Regions from separate parts of the Sus scrofa genome. Here regions 1, 3 and 4 are each linked to region 2. The links are chromatin contacts, called in public HiChIP or PLAC-seq and promoter capture Hi-C maps. All regions are on one chromosome and are shown on one strand. The core of a region is the stretch at or near the end of the contact, and the rest is flanking DNA. Distances in the headings are between cores, read along the strand shown. Region 1 holds the start of RHOQ (rho-related GTP-binding protein RhoQ). Region 2 holds the start of MCFD2 (multiple coagulation factor deficiency protein 2). Region 3 holds the start of CRIPT (cysteine-rich PDZ-binding protein). Region 4 holds the start of MSH2 (mutS homolog 2).

Region 1 (3,144 bases), core at 480-2,979, 390 kb before region 2:
AATTCTAGCTCCAGCAAATGCTGCCTGAAGAAGTGATCCTGTGGCAAAGGGGTCAAGTTCTCTTTTCTTCCCCTCTAGAAGGAAGTGGCAGTGACTGGAGACTGGCCTTGAACCAAGATCCAACTTCAAGGCACTGAACTGCCTTCCTTAACTTGTCATTCCGCACACACAGAGTATCTTCCAGAGTCATTGCATAATCTAAAGCGTTTGGCAATATAAATACCCACACTCAGACACAAATGGAGGGGCCTGGTGAGACTTTCAGTGGGACCCCACGAGGAACTTTCAATAATCCAGGAAATCTTCCAGGACAGTGGAAATCGGATTTGGGGTTGAGAGTTGAGGCCTGGGAAGTGTGGCATGAGCACACAACTGAGCATTTCCCAAGGTGTGTTCCAAGTCCTTGAATGCTAGAATTCAAGGAGGAGGCTTTGCGATAACTAACCACTTCACCTCTGTGTGTCTCAATTCGCTTACCTACAATCTTAGGGAGATATAAGAGATGGTCCAGCTGACCTCGGCAGTGCCTCTCAGAATAGCATTTTCTGATCCTGCGAAGAGATGAAAGGAATCGATTGAACTCAAGTCAGCACTTGAAGGGAAGGGGGGGCGTGGTGTCAACGTGTGGGGTATCCTCTTTCCCCCACCCCTCTCCCCCAGGGCCTAAAGTTAGAAGGAGCATTGTTGGCCAGTGAATGGGACCTGGCCAGACGGGTGTTATAAAGCTTCTCCCAGGCAGGAGGATAGGAGATGTCGCTTGGATCATAAGCCACATCTTAGAGCTCTAGAGTGTATCACTCCTCAGGGACCACAACCTAATACCTTCGAGGGACACGGGGACCATAAAGGGGCCTCAGAGAATGTCGCCTGTAGGGGGAGCACAGGTACACCTGCCGCCTCCACAGTCTCGGAGTCTCCCTTTTCTGACGGATCAGGGGGAGGGGGGGAATGCATCTGTGGTTCAAGATGCTGTAACTCCCTTAGTCACCAGATTCATAGTAAATGATTCAAGCTCTGCTGCGAACAGCATAGGCTGGTGGTGGTGGGAGGGGGGAACCAAACAATAAACCAGAAGTCCCCACTTTCCAGCTCATGGACCACCACCCCTGCCCCATCACTCCGCGCGCCTTAAAAAAAAAAAAAAAAAAAAAAAAATTTTTTTTTTTTTAACTCTCTTGGCCTTTCTTCCTTCCCGATTTCTAGTTCTGTTGTGCACTTAGAGGCCGATAGGCTGGATCCTGCCTTCCGGGTGGAATTTAAATGTATATGTATAATTTTGCAGGACTGTTGCGTCATCGTAGCAGTCTTCGTGGTTCCCCAGGAGGCCTCCACGTCTTCTCCCAGCATCGGGGGCTTTGGACGCTTCTGAGAGCTGCCGGCACTTTCGCGAGGAGCCCTCGGCTCCTCCCGAGTGCTGGTCTCCAGCCCCCTCCCCCAGCCTCACCTTCCTCCCGCTCGCTCTTCCTCGGCTCCTCCTCCTCGCCCCCTCCCTGCAGCCCTCGCGGGGAGTCAAGCTAGGGTGAGCCCGCAGGGCCGAGCAGCGGCTGCAGGCTGGGCGTGGGGCGCCGGAGCCCGCGGGCGGGCGGGCGGGGGCGCCGGGCGGGTGGCCCGCGATCGGGGGAGGCGCCTGGGCCCGCCCTCCTCTCGGGCCGAGCCTGGAGGGGGCCTGGGCCGGCGCGGGGCGGGGAGAGCCTCCTGGCCCCTCCCCTCCGCTGCCCTCCCCAAAGTTGCCGTCTCCCCGGGGGCCGGCCAGTCTTATGATCCAGCGGATCCTCCTGGGGAGGCCGGGCCGGGGAGAGGGCGCGGGCGCCGAACAGCGGGGGCAGCGGGCAGGCGCAGCGACCGGGGCCCGGGCGGGGATCCGGGCAGCGACCGAGGCGGCGGCAGCGCCCCGGGCCCGCCGCCCCTTCCCCTCGGGCAGGGGGAGCCGCTGCATGGGGCCGGGGGGGCGGCCCTGCTGCGCGGAGCGGCGGCGGCGGCGGCGGCGGACCCCCCAGGCGGGCTGGGGCTGAGCCCGGGGCCGGGGCGGGGGCTCCGGGGGGACCATGCCCGGAGGCCGGCCGGCCGCAGCATGGCTCACGGGCCCGGCGCGCTGATGCTCAAGTGCGTGGTGGTCGGCGACGGGGCGGTGGGCAAGACTTGCCTACTCATGAGCTATGCCAACGACGCCTTCCCGGAGGAGTACGTGCCCACCGTCTTCGACCACTACGCAGGTAAGCCTCGGAAGTGCTGACTAAGGGGCCGCTCCCCGGGCCGGGAACTTTGGAGCAACTTTGGCTGAGCCCCCTAGCCGCCTCCCCTGCGCGCGCTCCCCGCCCCTCCCCCGCCGCGCCCTCCGCGGGGCGCCGGGCCCCACCCCCAGGCTTTCCCTCTGGCAGCCCCCCGCCTGCCCGATCCACCCCTCTTCTCACCCCCGACCTCTGTGCGGCGTCCCTACGCCCAGTACTTCCTAACCCCCTCTGTGCCCCGGGCCGACCTCGTTGACCTTCCTAGGGCCGCCTTCCTTACTTCCCAAAGCCCTGGGGGAGGAGGGTGAGGGAAACGTGGCTATGGGACTTGGGAAAAGAGATTGGGCAGCTGGGGCGCCACATCGCACCCCGGCCTCAGGCCACTTCCCGGTGAGCCGGGCACAGGGGAAAAGGGGTGGCATCCCCGGAGGCGCGCCCGCGTGCCTCCAGCTGGGTTGGGAGAGGAGGGTCCGGGTGGGGAACGAAACCGCCCCGAGCCTAGATAATTGTGAGCTTCTCTCCCCGCCCCCACTTCTGCCCTTGCAGTCAGCGTCACCGTAGGGGGCAAGCAGTACCTCCTGGGACTCTATGACACAGCCGGACAGGTGAGTGTCTGGGCTTCTGGCCGACACCCCCCTCCTTTTCCCCAATTCAAGACGGTTGCGAAGGGCCTTGGAAACTGTCTAGGAGCGAGGGTGTGTCTGCGAGGTTCCCTCTGGATCAAGTATCTCATTTTTTAAGTCAGCGAATTAGGAAAAGGAAAAAAAACAAAAAACAAAAAACCTTGGCAACATCGGGACCAGCCCACCCCACGTGAACCCCTGGGCTGAAAGTTTTTGCCTGTGTGTGCCTTCTGTCTGGTGCCTGGCGTGTGGGTCCCAACTCCTGTTGCAAAGTGGCAGTGGCCAATCCTGAA
Region 2 (2,960 bases), core at 78-2,577:
CTGTAGGATACCACAGAAGCCCCAATCCACACCTGGATTAATACATGAAAGAGGATTTCTTCAATTAAAGGACAACACCTCTGGCAGAGGGAATGACATAACAAGTCTTAGCCTTCTAGCCTAAGCCCAAAAGAATGTCCAATCTGAGAACCAAAAATGGTTCAATGTGGTTGAAAACACAGTATAGTGGAGATAGATGCGACAGACTAAAGCAAAAAGAGGAAAGGTCATGAGGGGTCTCATAAGCCCGTCCAAGAGCTTGAAAGAGCAATGGGAATTCACAGAAAGGCAGTAAGGGAAGAGTGAGTAGGTCTGGTGACTTTTTTGTGTTTTAAAACCATCACTCTGGCTTTCCAGTACATAACAAACTACAGAGGAAAAAGGAGATACAGGGAGCTAGTCAGGAAGCTACCAAGGAAGTCCAGGGGAGAGATGATGGTGGCCTGAACCAGCTAGAGCAGAGGGACTGGGTGTGACGAAGTGGGTGTATCCAGAGATTTGCGATGGATTCGATGTGGATGGGTAAAGGGTGCAGCGGACGAGAAGGACGCCCAGGTTTCCGGCTTGTGCAATCAGGTGGATGGCGGTGCCATACCAGACAAAAAATACAAGAGGGGAATACAAAGTTCCCCCGCCTCCCCCACTCCCCTGGCACAACGTGGCCAAGCTCGCCAGCCCAACAGGACCTGTTTATTTGTCTCCCCCGGAGGGAGACGGAGTACCAGGGGCAGACGGAGAGCAAAGACTCAGGCCCGCGCGCGCAGGTCACGGCAGATTGGCCGCGCCCATTAGGCTTATCGCCCCTGCGGCTTCTCCCCGGGAAGAGGCTCTTCTCCTAGTCAGCTATCTTCTCGAGGCGGCTCGGGTCCGAGACCCGCAGCCAGGCCGCTCCTGTCTCCCAACCTGAGCCCGAAGCCCCGGGATCCTTGAAGGACGCCGGGATCGCGCCTTGCTGAGGACCCCTGAGGCCCGCCCCACGGATCTCCTCCTCCAAGGTCGGGTCACAGGCCTCACAGGCCGCAGCCAGATCACGACTGTCCCGTGGTTCACTCACCCTCTCTGCCACCAGCTGCCAAACAGCTTTCCGCAAAAGCGAAGCACCCCGGCGTGAGCCTCGACAGCCCCGGTCCTCAGAACTCTTTTCCCTGGCCCTGGCCCCGCCCCACTCCCCGTCCGCTGTGCGCACGCGCGCCCCTTCTGCCCGCCCATTGGCGCCGTGAAGCCCCTCCCCTGCTCCGCTGGTGTAGTGCGGGCCGCTGGGGCGATTCCACGTGTAACGGACCGTGGCCCGGTAAAGGTCAGGCGGAGGCATTTCTTCTGCCCACCCTCCAGAGGGTGAGGATGGTGGGGACCTGCGTTGGGCTATCTGAACCCCCAGAGTCCTGACAGGTTGCTAGGCAATGCAGGAAGCCCCCCAGAGAGAAATGATGGCTAATGCGACGGGGTGGGCGCCAAAACTGGCTTTTGGTTCCACCTCCACATTTACAGGTCCCTGCATTCCTCTGACTGCAAGTTGGGAAGTATAATAGTATAAAGAAAAAATGTTGCCTGCCAGTCCTGTTCGCCGAGGATCAAGCCATGAGCCACTGTACTTGCCCACCCACCGTGTGCCCTGAGGGGAATTCAGAATGGAGAAAAACAGGAAACATTCTGTACTATAGATATACTGGCTTCAGTTAAGCTGTATCTCTAAGGAAAATTCTCAACTGACCCCATATTCTTGCATCTTCTCTTTCATAGAATGACACTAAAAGCATTAATTTGAGATGTCTGTTCTTTGCGATTAGCAGCAATCTTTTGATGCTTGACTAGATGTCTTTCCCCTCAAAAGAGTTCATATATATCCTAGCTTGTTCCTTACCTCTTGAGAGCAGATCCTCAGAGCCGAGAAGCTGTCTCCTCCACTATAGTCCCCAGTAAGTTCCCTTAATAAAACTTTTAACTCACAACTTCTATGTTGTACGTTTTTCTTTTAGTCAGCAGTAAGGAATTTTAATTCTTCTCATGATGAAACAGCCAAAAACACTGGAGCTGGCCTTGGATCCCTCGTTTCCAAGACTGGCCTACGTGCAGCCTCTGATTGCTCCATTCTGCAAGCTGCATCTTCTACAATACACATTCACTCGTATATGAGTCCCACCAAGATTTTATGGGCAGCCCAGTTCAAATACCACTTTACCTGTGCGGTTTGTGAAATCAGTCATCATTCAAGACAGGAAAAAGCACTCCCAAAAAACTGACCCACTAACAAAGGAAACAAACAGATAAGCCCCATATGATTCTGCCCTTATACCTTTTCTCCTATACAAGACTGTTCAGTGAATAGTTATTGATCAGATGGGTAAGTGAATGTAGGACTGTCATTTTTAAAATTCCTTCTCCCATTTGTGCCCATAAAGATACATAATCTTTTTTTTTTTTTTCTTTTTTTCAGTCTTTTTAGGGCCACACCTGAGGCATATGGAGTTCCCCAGGCTAGGGTCCAATGGGAGCTGAAGCCACTGGCCTACACCACAGCAATGCCAGATACGAGACACATCTTCAACCTATACCACACCTCATGCCTGATCCTTAACCCACTGAGCAAGGCAGGGATCGAACCCACGTCCTCATGGGTGCAAGTCAGGTTCGTTAACCGCTGAGCCACGACGGCAACTCCTACATAGTCATTTTCATGTGAGCCTGGATCCAGAAAGGGAGAGACAGAGAAAGAAAGTGATTAAGTAGATGATCCCAGAACACTCCCTGCAGTCTGCTTTAGGAGATCAGGGCCCTGCAAGTTGATCGGGATAACTGCTACTGATCATGACTCATTCCTTTTCCCACCTTCAACTGAGTTTGAAATCTGTCAACCCTACCCTAGAGAAAAATTCCAGGATCCCAAAGTCCCTGAAGAAACTCTTACTAATTCAAATACAAACAAGACATGGTCTCTTCTTTCAACAAGCTCAGTGATATCT
Region 3 (3,119 bases), core at 556-3,055, 300 kb before region 2:
CAGATCTGAGCCGTGTGTGCAACCTACACCACAGCTCATGGCAACGCCAGATGCTTAACCCACCGAGTGAGGCCAGGGATCAAACCTGTGTCCTCATGGTTCCTAGTCAGATTCGTTTTCGATGCGCCAAGACGGGAACTCCGGAATTCTTTTCTTTTTTTTTTTTAATTCCTTTTTTTTTGCCAAAATCAGAGGTGAAAACAAACTGCCTGGGTTAATGATTGGATCCTTTGGAAATACAAGATACGTGTTCTAGAAACCCCATAGTATACTTTGGCTGAATTGTTGGCATTCTTTTTTAATCACTGTGTTCCATTGTCTATCAACACAGTTGTTCACATTTTCTAGCAAATACCAAGAAACAGCAGGTGCACACTGAAATACACAAATGGTGGTCAATGTCATCAAGAGCGTTCAAAAAACATCATGCTAAACTAAGGGATCTCAGCGCCCCAAAATACCAAAATGGCAATGTCAGACGCTAGATTCCAATGAAAAGAAGAGCTTCATGAAAAGGGAAAAAAAATTTTACTTTCTCTCTCTCCCATCTCTATATATCTATTTTATGTATGCATGTATTTACAAATTATCTAACAGAGAGCTTATATGTAGTATTGACTAATGTTAAGTAAGGAGTCCACGTGTCACACTGTGGTGACTAGTCCAGAATAAAACCCCATATATATACACACACATATATGTGTACGTGTGCGTATATATAAAAGGGTAAAAGGGCAAATCCAGGCCTTATCCTAACACTCTCATTTATTCACACTATATTTTTCAAAAGAAAATACATTACTGATAAGGAAAAAGACTAGCAGAGATTAGTAAACATTGCAAGCTACCAAGGTCCCAAGTGCTAAAGCCATTTCAAACCCTAGCTAACCTTTTTGATGATATAGATATATACTAGGAGGTATGAATGGCAAGAAAGGAGAAAGGAAATCTTTCTCACCGGTCCTATCTTCTTCTGGGCCACCCTCAAAATCCCAATTGACAGGAGCAGATTTGTACATAAGACAGTGAGCAATACACAAACTTAATGCTGCGTGAATGAGTGAATGAACGAAGAGTAGGTGCAGAGTTGCCCTTCCTGAGAAACCAGCCTTATATTAGGCCTTGGAGAGCTCAGGAGGACTTCCGCCAGGTGCCCCCTGGGGCAGCTATTGCCCAGGTGCCCGTGGTCTGACCTGGCCCAGATCCTCAAGCCTTGCAGCGGAAGAGAGGGCCATTCTGAAAGGCTCCTGGAGGCGCCTTCGCGGGAATCGTGGGACCGTAATCTCCAGCCCCATCCCAAACTGGGTCGCTGCGGACTCTGCCCAAGCCCCAGCCGACTGTGGGCAGAAAGGGACAAGCTGAGAAGCATAATCAAAGAGCACAGGCGTAAAGACCAAGAGAAACGGCGGGACAAACACAGAAAGTCGGAACTGAAAAAGAGCCAGTTCATCGGGGCAGCCCCTGGGTCACGCCGGAAGGGCGGCGCTCGAGGGGCCCGCGGGCAAGGGCCTATTGGTAGCAGAGATTTCCGATCAGTTGGGCAATTGGCGGGGGTGGCTTGCAGCCGCTGGAGGCTCGTGCGCCGGGAGCGTCCGGCTGGGCTTACCTAACTCTCCCGCTCGCGGAAGAGAACGGGAGGGCTACTACCTCCCACCATCAGGTGCAACTCGCCGCCCTGAGTCTCGCGCAGGCGCAGGCCAGCAGGGCGGAGACCGAAGGCCTCACAACCAATCGCAGAAGTGGAGAGGTGGGCCAAGAAGGAAGCCCCGCCTTCCCGCTCTCCTTTATTCCTCCCGCGGCTTTCCAGGTGTAGAATAGGCGGGGCGGAGGATCCGGAAGTGGACTTTCATAACCCGGAAGGGGAGTGTTTTCTCAGCTGTGGTGTTGATGGTTTCCAGCTCCCGATCCTACTGCGACTGAGGGAATCGTCGCGAAAGGATGGTGTGCGAAAAATGTGAGTTAAGGAAACTCTTCTGCGGGAGAAGAAGGCTGGGACAACCTAACTGGAGTTCCCCGGGACTTTATTCCTTTGTTTTTACTTTGGCCACAAGTCTCTGATTCTAGCCTCTGTTCTGTCCTGCCCTTTGACCATTCCTGCCTCTCCATCGACCGTATAGTCCTCCGTTTGTTGCATTCAGGGTGGTCTCCTTGTCTGTTTTGCACCTCCTTGTCTGTTTCCATTGTTTTCGTTCAACCCCTGAGCTTCTTGACTGGCTCCCTCATTTCAGAGCTTCAGGTTGAAATGGATCTTAAAAGTCGCTTCCACAGCAACTGGAGTTGCTAGGTTTAGCAAATAAAAGTACTGGACGCCCAGTTAAATTTGAATTTCAGGTAAACCAAGAATAATTTTTAGTGTGCGTCCTATGCAATATTTGAGATTTGGCTCTGTTTGCTGCTCCTTACTGCTGTAAAGCAAGGCACTTACTTTTAGGACATTGTCTACTGAAAAAGTATTCATTGTTTATTTGAAATTTAAATCTAACTTTTGGCGCAGGGTTCCATACCTGGCCCAGGAACTTCCACATGCTGTGAGTGCTTAAATGGTCCTTGAACGAATACCCAGAGTATTGAGGAATGGTGGCCGGTGTGTAGGAGAATCTCACCACCTTGGAAGCAGTCCGTGTTGATTTTACTGGCTTTTAGAAAGGTCTTTCCTTCTTCTAGTTGCCGTCCAGTAATTCTAATACCACCCTCTGAGATTTGATATTTTTGCTCCCACAAACTGGTTGTGTATTTAAAAAGAGCAGTCTTATTCCCGTTTTCCTGAGTCTAAACATGTCCTCTTAATTTGATTATCGTCAGTTTGATTATCATCTAATTAACTTGATCCATTTCGTTTACCCCCCCCCCACAGTATATAAAGCCTTATAGCTTTGAACACAGAATTTGAATCACAGTTTTCAGATTAGGTGAAAGAATGACCATGACAGTTACTTTAATACATTCTCAAGGTGCAGAGAATAATTTGGGATTTCTGTATCTGGAGACTGGCATTCAGGATGACCCTCTACAATGAGGCCACATCTTACCTTTTTAACTTTATTTTCACTAACCCTTACCATCTTTACAGTTCAGCCAAGCCAAACTATTTTGCCTGACTGCATGTACCTCGAGTTCTC
Region 4 (3,067 bases), core at 432-2,931, 460 kb after region 2:
AAGTGGTTATTTTGATGCAGAACTCATTCATTTACAAACATTTCCTGTGCACCTAATACGTGCCAGGCCCTCTGGTGCACAGATGGTTAAGCTTACAGAGTCTGGAACTCTAGCTCTATCACTTACCATTAGCTCTGTGACCTTGGGCAAGCCACTTCACATCTCCAGGTTTCAATTTCCTCATTGTAAAATAAGAGTAACAATAGCTCCCAACATTTAGAGTTGTGCAGATTAATAAAACAGTAAGCACATGTAAAAATAGTCAATAAGTGCTAACGAACATTAGCCATTAATATAAATGAACATACTCATCTATGCTCTTTCCAGGTGTTTAGTAAGAGAGATAGGCGAACAGATATGTCTAAACCAATGCTGCAAATATTATAATAGAGATGTAACTACAATGGTACTCCAGAAGGTAACAGAACCAATTACACCTGGGGGACTGCAGGGCAGGGCCCTTCCAGAGCAGAGGGACAAGTCTGTGTTGGAGCCACATGTGTTGAAAGGGAAGGAAGATGATTGCTCCAGATCAAAGAGTTGGGGTAAGAACAGGGGGCACTGCAGGGAGTGGGAAATATAGTCAGCAGTCAAATGGTTCAAACTTCCTCTACTTCTGAAGCTATTTGAATTTTAACAGGCCAGTGGTCCAGAGCGTCCAGGGAGCTTTCTTGAAACATCTCAAGACCCCATCTTCCAAAATTCCAACCCATTATATGTGGGCGGGGCCCCAGAACGCCTCTGAAAAGCCCCCAGGGTAATTGTGCTGCTGAATCAGGGTTTGGGGACTGCTTTTCTGGGTGGATGGTGAGCCAAACAGGAGAGTGCAATAGCTTTTGTAAGGCAGCTTACTATGCAGGACATATTCTGATCTCCAAGTCTTTGTTCAACATTAAAAAACAAAGAACAACAACAAAAAACACTGATCCATTTTTATTTTTCACCTAAACACGTTATCTTCTAACAGTTTACTTGCTGCAAGTTTACTTAGTGTATTATCTGAATCCATTCATTAGAATATAAGCTCAACTAAGGCAGTGGCTTTTTTCTTTCCTCAGATCCTAGAAGTCTGGAACACAGTAGGTCTTAAGTTTTTGATTGAATGAATCAATTAAGGAACGGACGACATGAGAATTAGGCTAGTACGGAGCAGTAGGGAGGTTGTGGAGAAGAAACCTCTAATATTGATGTAGGCAGTTTTGCCTGAAAAGGAAAAGGGACGCGATTGGAGAGAGGGGCACAGGTCTAAAAAAAATACCGATAGAGTGGAAGGCTAGGTTTTCCTTGTTTTCAAGTTTCTTTCTGATTTCATGCTCTTGCTTCCGGGGCAGATAATATATTCAAAACCTGCCAGAATGTCCCACCTGGTCTTCTAATCTAGTTATCTCTCCACCTGGTTCCTTGCTCAAGCACGGAGAAAACCCGGAGAACTGAACTCTTTAAAGGATGGGCTTCTGGCAGGGTCGGCGCTCGACCTAGGCTCAAGCATGCGCAGTAGACAGAGTCACCAGCGTGCGCGGGAAGCTGGGCCGCGTCCGATTATGATTGGCTGTCACGGCGCACTCCCACCCACCGAAATACAGCGCTGAATGCTGATTGGGTACCTCCGCAGAGGCTGGACGCCGCACGGGGGGCGAGGGAGGGGAGGCGGGAAACAGCTTAGTGGGTGCGGGGTCGTGCAGTTCCCTCAGGCTGTTGGCAGAGAGATTCCGAAATGGCGGTGCAGCCGAAGGAGACACTGCAGCTGGAGAGCGCAGCCGAGATCGGCTTCGTGCGCTTCTTCCAGGGCATGCCTGAGAAGCCGACCACCACGGTGCGCCTTTTCGACCGGGGCGACTTCTACACCGCGCACGGCGAGGACGCACTCCTAGCTGCCCGGGAGGTGTTCAAGACCCAGGGGGTGGTCAAGTTCATGGGGCCGGCAGGTGAGGGCGCGGACCGCATGGGCTCTGGGGGAACCCCGCGGAGGGGGCTTCTTTCAGGAAGTGGGAGGTGGGGAGGCACTGGGGCGGGGACTTTGGCGCTTCGTGGGGCACTGCGCTTGCTCCTGGTCGAGTGGGGCGCCACCCACCGTCTGCCCTGGGTCTGCCCCTCTGCAGCTGTCCTGAATGGGAACTATAACAATCACTAGGTTGCCAGGCTTCGAGGCGTTTTAACACATTGTTCTATTTAATTTTCCTGCAGCTGGCGTGGGTGTCTGCTTCTCGGCCCGGGCCCCTCCTTGGCCCAGGGGAATCTCATCGCACACCGCCGCCAAACCTCTTTATCACAAATTCCATTCCAGGAGTGAGATTTAGAATAGAAGGGGTTTGGGAAGACCGTTTTATGTCACCAACGTGATTTTGCTTGTTGGGCGAATGTGGTTTATACCGCCCTTCAGCGCAGGGTTCTGTAGTGTCTGCTGTTGATAGGCGGTATCGCCAGGTGGTCAGGACCTCGGACCCTGGAGCCAGATTGCCTAGAGTCAAGTTGCGGCCCCTCCACTTACTAGCTGTGTGGCCTCGGGCTAGTCCAGTATGTCTGTGCTTCCTCTCGGCATTCAGTGCCTTCCATGACCCGTCCTTATGTTTCTAACATCTCTCTCCCTGGAAAGCTACAAACTTCTCAGCCTCTGTGAGTTAGATGTTCTCGATGTTTTTGTTAATCTTTTTTTTCCCCTGCCTGCGTTGTGATAATGGAATGAACATTCTAGGAGGAATAAGACATAGTACTGCCTCTGCCACATGCAGATGGGATGTTACTGACAAAAGATGTTCTTTCATTAGGTAGACATTCATTGAGTGCTGCCGGTATCAGGCAGGGTTATGGACACCAGGGGTACCTAGATGGAAAGGCAGTACCATATCCCCGCCTTCACAGAGCTCCCCCTAGTGGAGAGCAAGGCAGAAATAATTCCAATTCCAGGTCAAGAACTGTGGAGGATGATCCACAGCAAGTTGCTGAAGAGGCATAGAGGCAGGATTGCCCATGACTGGGCATGACGGGAACTGCGGGAGTTCCTGTTGTGGTGCAGTGGGAAACGAATCCCATTAGTATCCGTGAGGATCCAGGTTTGGTTCCCTGGCCT

Evidence for each region. Promoter capture Hi-C pulls out the DNA fragments that hold promoters and counts their contacts. HiChIP or PLAC-seq counts read pairs in DNA pulled down with a chosen protein or histone mark.
Region 1: an H3K27ac HiChIP or PLAC-seq map of alveolar macrophages shows a contact between it and region 2. The contact joins the promoter of RHOQ here to the promoter of MCFD2 in region 2. A contact is called at or near these places in 2 of 2 datasets of contacts at active chromatin or transcription factors (alveolar macrophages and skeletal muscle).
Region 3: a contact with region 2 is called in a promoter capture Hi-C map of liver, with 4 times the contacts expected there. The contact joins the promoter of CRIPT here to the promoter of MCFD2 in region 2. A contact is called at or near these places in 2 of 5 promoter capture datasets (fetal liver and liver), 1 of 47 Hi-C or Micro-C datasets (liver) and 2 of 2 datasets of contacts at active chromatin or transcription factors (alveolar macrophages and skeletal muscle).
Region 4: a contact with region 2 is called in an H3K27ac HiChIP or PLAC-seq map of alveolar macrophages. The contact joins the promoter of MSH2 here to the promoter of MCFD2 in region 2. A contact is called at or near these places in 2 of 5 promoter capture datasets (fetal liver and liver) and 2 of 2 datasets of contacts at active chromatin or transcription factors (alveolar macrophages and skeletal muscle).

Annotation. Positions count from the first base shown.
Region 1 is chr3:94,011,245-94,014,388 of Sscrofa11.1, reverse strand. RHOQ (rho-related GTP-binding protein RhoQ) reads left to right here and starts at 1,729. Exons shown (of 5, transcript XM_005662574.3): 1 at 1,729-2,213; 2 at 2,775-2,833. The coding sequence starts at 2,072. ATP6V1E2 (V-type proton ATPase subunit E 2) reads right to left here and starts at 2,137. Exons shown (of 5, transcript XR_002342728.1): 1 at 1,445-2,137; 2 at 478-551.
Region 2 is chr3:93,619,288-93,622,247 of Sscrofa11.1, reverse strand. MCFD2 (multiple coagulation factor deficiency protein 2) reads right to left here and starts at 1,327. Exons shown (of 4, transcript XM_021087556.1): 1 at 1,055-1,327. The coding sequence starts at 1,312.
Region 3 is chr3:93,924,602-93,927,720 of Sscrofa11.1, reverse strand. It overlaps CRIPT (cysteine-rich PDZ-binding protein), which reads left to right and starts at 1,805. Exons shown (of 6, transcript XR_002342732.1): 1 at 1,805-1,954. PIGF (phosphatidylinositol-glycan biosynthesis class F protein) reads right to left here and starts at 1,835. Exons shown (of 6, transcript XM_003125167.6): 1 at 1,607-1,835. It also overlaps a transcript of SOCS5 not described here.
Region 4 is chr3:93,162,170-93,165,236 of Sscrofa11.1, reverse strand. It overlaps MSH2 (mutS homolog 2), which reads left to right and starts at 1,681. Exons shown (of 16, transcript NM_001195357.1): 1 at 1,681-1,925. The coding sequence starts at 1,715.